Linked DNA regions of Gossypium hirsutum: region 1 is linked to region 2. The links are chromatin contacts, called in public Hi-C maps. All regions are on one chromosome and are shown on one strand. Each heading gives the region's core, a stretch centred on a gene start, on an enhancer-like site or on the middle of the called end of the contact. The rest is flanking DNA. Distances are from core to core; before and after follow the strand shown.

The links. A called contact is a pair of places that touch in the nucleus more often than the background predicts.
Region 1: a Hi-C map of leaf shows a contact between it and region 2, with 5 times the contacts expected there. The contact joins the promoter of LOC107889199 here to the enhancer-like site in region 2. A contact is called at or near these places in 7 of 34 Hi-C or Micro-C datasets (anther, hypocotyl, leaf and 1 more).

What each region holds. Positions count from the first base shown.
Region 1 is chrA09:66,058,329-66,061,235 of Gossypium_hirsutum_v2.1, forward strand. LOC107889199 (histone deacetylase 9) reads left to right here and starts at 1,585. Exons shown (of 2, transcript XR_005901119.1): 1 at 1,585-2,202; 2 at 2,395-2,871.
Region 2 is chrA09:65,995,195-65,998,171 of Gossypium_hirsutum_v2.1, forward strand. It overlaps the pseudogene LOC107889198. Among protein-coding and RNA genes, the nearest start is that of LOC121206948, 3.0 kb to the right of the region's middle. Within about 2 kb of position 1,472, at least 6 of the 9 cell types and tissues checked have an H3K27ac peak or open chromatin away from gene starts, as enhancers often do.

The DNA of each region.
Region 1 (2,907 bases), core at 335-2,834, 63 kb after region 2:
ATATTGTTAGCGATAAGGGATAATGACACTTCATTAAATCTTCTAATGTAGTTCCTTGACTTTGAAAATGTCCATGGTGCATGTAACTTTACGCCATTTATGAATATGGTATCTTTGACTAATATTGTTAATTTCTAACTGGTTAAAACACATGACCTACATGTCATTTTTTATCAGAAATTCTTTATTTGAAAAAGTTAATGAATTGAAATTCAAACATGTTTTTAGTTAAAAAATTTAAAGGTATATTTAACCCCAATCTATCATTTAATTTAAAAATGAAAATTATTCTAATAAAAAGTGACATGTGTCACAATTTAAACCGGTCAGAAATTAATACAATTACCAAAAGTGGGAAAGTACTTGAAATAATAATTAGGAAAATAGAATCTAGATTTTTTATTCAATCATTACTTTTTATTCCTCAAAATAGAAATCTTTGAAATATGTCTCTTTTTTTTAATTAAATAATATGGTTATCTAGAGAGGTCATGCTTCTTTTTCGAAAATTTCTTACAAAATTTGATTCCCACGATTGGGATATGATGAAATAACTTAACTCTTGTACTTGGAAAACATTAAGTGTAAGAGGTCAGGTTTTTTATTTCACATATACTTAGATAGCATCTCGTACAAGTTAACCTTAACTTCGACACTTACGGAGTTGAGGTTAGAATCGGACAACTTTAATCTGTAGCACGCTCGAAGCAATCAAACTCTTACTCATGGTTGTAACTTAGATATCAAACTATTTCAAATGGATGTAAAAAGTGTGTTCTCGAATGACTTCATTAATGAAGGAGTGTTCGTGGAACAATTGATCTGTCATAATTTGATATAGCAAATTAGACTTTCTCGACATGAGGAGCTTGTTCTCAAGCAAAAAAATGTCGTTTACGTAGTTTTTAGGATTTTGATTTAATAAGTGAAAATACCTTTTTTTACTTATTTTGAGACGTTAATTGACCAATAGTATCATTGGGGGCCTAACATATGATTGAGTGTTGTAAGGACGTGTTGAAGGCTAGAATCGAACGAGAACATCACCAAAGGAGAAGGTATTACGATACCTTCAATAGGTCCCAAGTTTGGACCACCTTACAGTGGTATCACCATATCTTCTATTGGTGTCGCGATACCCACTCGCCCAAGAAGTAACCTAAGTTAAGTTTGTCAACGGTATCACGATATCCACTCCTTAGGTATTGCGCACCCACATCGTCAGGGGACAAAAAATGGCTCCAATAATAGTCTTTGTCCAACCGAAGCACCAATCATTGAAGGCTCATTCAAGGACATTTTGGGCACAAACAGGGTAAAAAATTGATTGCTAAAAACAACCAAATTTGGTTGAGGAGAGAGAATACACACACTTAGGCTTAGTTTAGCTTTAATTTCTCTTAGTTTTCTTCTACTTTTCTAGGGTTTTCATTTTCTTTATCTTCCATAGCTATATAAGATTTTTTTTTTTACATTTTTCTTCTTTCTCTTATAGTTAGTTAAGTTAGTTAACACTGTAGCTTAGGTTCATTTGCAACTTTAGTCCTTTTACTTTGTTTGTAAAGACATTTTTAGCTTTATATTAATGCATTTCAGTTTCGTTTACATTAAATCTATTAAAGATTTTCCTTTTATATTTCTTGCTTTAGATTTTTATGTAATATGCTTCTTTTTACATTTCCTTAAGCTTTTCTTTAATGGCTTCCATGTTCTGCACTTTTATGTTTGTTAGTTTAGTTTTTCATATGGGTAACTAAACTTTTACAGCATGTTTTGTTCGACGGAATGGCCATTCCATTCCGCCCCTATTCCACGCGCTACAGTGACCCGTTGTTTGGTTGAAATTTGACTGCCGAATAGCTATTCCGTGCGGGCTCTATTACGCGTAAACGCTGCATAACCATTCAGAAGGTCAGGCGCTGAATGCCTATTCAATGGCTCTCGTAATAGCTTTTTTTTTTCAGACGAAAATCTCCTTCCATTTCCACTCATCATTCAGACGAAAATCTTCTTGGGTTTTCCATAAAATGCATAGAATACTCTCTGTTTTTGGATTTTGGGGGTGGCGGATTTGCGTGTGCTGGAAAATATAGAGAAATCGATGTCGAAGGCGGAGCTTTCCAAAGAAATGCGTACGTCTCCCACTGTGCAGCCCAGCAATTGTGGGAATGGCGAGGCTCCGATCAATTATCAGCTATTATTGTTGGTATTCTTCCCTTCGCTATCTGTTTTATTCTTTCCCCTCTTAGAAATTCTCTATCAAAATTGTCATATTTATTTTGCCCGTTCCAATAAACATGCAAATATCATATGTAGAAAGGATTAGGTTATGCTTTTTCTGATGTATATGCGTTGGAGTTTGATTTCCATATTTTTCTATTTTCTTCTTCCCAGACAATCTTGGAGAAGGACTGCCCTGTGTTTGAAAACTTGTTTGAATTTTGTCAAATTTATGCTGGTGGGACAATAGGTAAATTCTGATATGGTGGGTTGTTTCTCTTAATTTGATATGTGTATTTTCAATTGCAATTGATTGTCATGGCTGGCAGATGCTGCAAGAAGATTAAACAATCAGTTATGTGATATTACTATAAATTGGGCTGGTGATTTATATCATGCCAATAAGTGGGAGGCACTTAGGTTTTGTTACATCAATGACTTGGTTTTGGGAATCTTGGAGTTTCTGAAGTATCATGCCCGTGTATTATATATTGATATAGATGTACATCATACCCGTGTATTCTAGTTATAGACGAACTTAGATTCATGCCATCATAATTCAAGATTCAGAGCGGTTTCATCACTTGTCATGGATTATGTTCTTGTAGAGATTACTGGTAGAACATTGGAAACAGAGGAGTCATGTGTAAAGAATTCTTTGATTGATATTTGTAACTTCATATAAAC
Region 2 (2,977 bases), core at 222-2,721:
AATGCATTAGAAGATGCCATACATGCTTTCTTTCCCGATAAATGAACCACATCCAAGTTATCTACCACTAGTATAGCTTTTCTCATATCACATGCACAACATAAGCCATCATAGATTCCCTACAACTCAGAATTAAACCGGACATGTTCCACACCTTCATGCAAAACCCAATAGCCATTGGCTATTGCTATCCCATATGAACCCACCAGAGTAAGCCAAGCCCGCAGCAGCCCTTAGTGCACCATTTGCGTTCACTTTATGCCATCCACCTAGAAGCTTCTCCCATCTAATTATTCGACTTGTTTGCTGACCTCTACTATCTTATAGCTGGTTTACAAATGTCAAGGTAAGTCGCGCCTCATCCCGCATTCTAAAACTTTTCTCAATCACCCTTTCAGCATCAACATAGTTGGGATCGAATCCTCTTCAACCAAATATTCTAACAAACAAAACCAAAGAGCAAAATTCCCATTCCTTGATCTCCATTGACAAAAACTCATCTAAGTACCAGTTCACACCACAGTGACTTAGTCGCAAAATATTGGTGTAGCACATGGTTAATATCTTTTATAGCATTCCTACAAAATTAGTAAACCCATGCTTTTGTCTATCATATCATGCACGCTTCCCTAGAAACGTATCTCAGGATATTGCCGCTCCTGGGAGACCACCACATCACCTTCGAAAAACTAGCTCTTCAAACCATCATTTCATGAAACAAGTTCTCCCACTTGCTTAGTATGAGCCAGCCACGTATACTTAAAAGATAGCTTGGCACCACCCACATCCTTCAACTCCATGTCGTCCCCATTCTAAACCTCTTTATACTTCACCCTTTTGGTGGCTTGTTGAATGAATCTCTGGCAGCATTGGAGAGCTCGGCCGTTCCAAGCTAGCCAGAAGAGGGAAAGACTTCGACATCATTTTCTTTTATATCTTCTCTTATTAATTTTCTACGTGTTTATTTATGCTTTAATTAATGAAAAATTTCATCATTTTCTTATGGGCCAAACAGTCCCAGAAGAATTTGTGCACTGAAATATGAAAGCTCTTATGTGTCTTGAATTACGAATTTGCCACGTCTTAAAACCCTGACAGTTTCCAGGTACCAAAATCTCGTTCCATTATTCTTCCTCTCAATCCTTGATTCAAAAATTGCAGCCCTTCTTCAATGGTGAAGAACAAAAGAGAACGAAACAGAAATTCGCAACCTTTTCTGGCAGATGGCGATTCCGTTGCCTCCTCAAAGAAACGCTCCAAAGCTCCTAAACACCACCAAAAGCAAGACAAAGTAATACTGAGCCGTTTCCCTTCTTTTTGTTTTTCTTATTTCTTCTTTCGTTTTTTAATTTTTATCTAAATTTGTGTTCTCGTTTTATTTGTTTGTTTTCGGTGCAGATGCTTTCGACGGGAATAAGCTCGAAATTCTTGAAAGAGGCGCTTCTTCAGCAGAAGGAAATAGAAGATGAAGCCTCAGGAGGGAACGTTAGGAACGCATTTGGTTCGGTTAAAGAAGAGCATAATAAGCACGAAGAAGAAGAAGAAGAAGAAGAAGAGGATATTGACAATTTTGGTGGATTTTTTTGAGACCCAAAGTCAATTTGGCAACTACGAAGTAAGTTTATTTTATGTGATCATATATCTTTTCAGGTTGCTTTTTGATGTTAAATTGTTAGAGATGATCCTTATGCAGGAAAGATGGGTGATTTTGTGACAATTTAACTATTTTCTCATTTTTAATCTAATTGTAGCATGATTTTTCTGTTGAGTAATTTTCAAGTAAATTAGCAAACAGTAGAAAGGAACTGGAAAAACTGCAACAGTAATAATCAAATGGAGCCTTAGTTTATTGGGAAAACCGTAGTTCTGTTAATTTACAATTTGCAAACTATTGGACTTTTATGTTATAGGATGAGATTGATGAGGAAGATGAGAAATTGCTTGAGGCATTCTTATCGAAGGATGCTGGTCCGCAAAGGACACTTGCTGACATTATAATTCAAAAGATCAAGGAGAATGATGGAAATGTTGCTTCAGGTAAATGTTAAAATTAGTTTTTCTTTGCTAATTTAATGACGTTAGCAAGAATTTTACGTACTAGTAGACTAGTAGTGGTGCTTGATTGTTCAATTTGTTTAATTGCAGAAACACGACCTTTGCCCAAGTAGGATGACGCCCTCATAGATTTGTATAAAGGGTAATTTTCGTATCTTTTTATATGTATGGTTCTTTTGCTTATATCAAGGATGTGCAGAAACCTTAAAACTCTGGATGTGGATTAAATATGCAATGTTGCCAAGTTTCTGAACAAATACACAGCTGGGTAAATGCCCAAAGCCTTTAAACACATTCCTTCAATGCAACTCTGGGAGGATGTTTTGTACTTGACTGAACCTGAGCAGTGGTCTCCGAATGCAATGTTCCAAGCCACAAGAATATTTGCTTCTAATTTGGGTGCTAAGAAGGCAGAGCGTTTTTATAGGCTAGTCTTACTTCGATGCATTAGAGATGATGTTCAGAAGAATAAGCGACTTCATTTTGCTCTATATCAATCCTTGAAGAAGGCTCTTTATAAACCTGCTGCATTCAACAAGGGAATATTGTTTCCATTGTGCAAGGTATACAACTTCCTGCCTAGCATAGTGAATCATGAGTATTTTTCTACTTGATGAATCTAACAGTCCAAGTTTTCATTATTGGTTGAGCTGTTCTGAGCTTTTTAGCATCAAGTTGTGCTCTTTCAGATAGATACTGCAGCCCCGTGATTTTGCCCCATTTTTGTTAAATTCTTATTCGTATCAGTTTACTTTTTAATGTTATGATTAATGCTCCACTTGTATTGTATGTAAGTTGGTCTTAATAAGTTTGTCAGGATGTACGAATTTTATCACAAAAATCTTCTTGTTCTGCTGCTCTTTTTCAGTCAGAGACATGCAATCTTAGGGAGGTGGTTATCGTTGGGAGTGTTCTTCAAAAA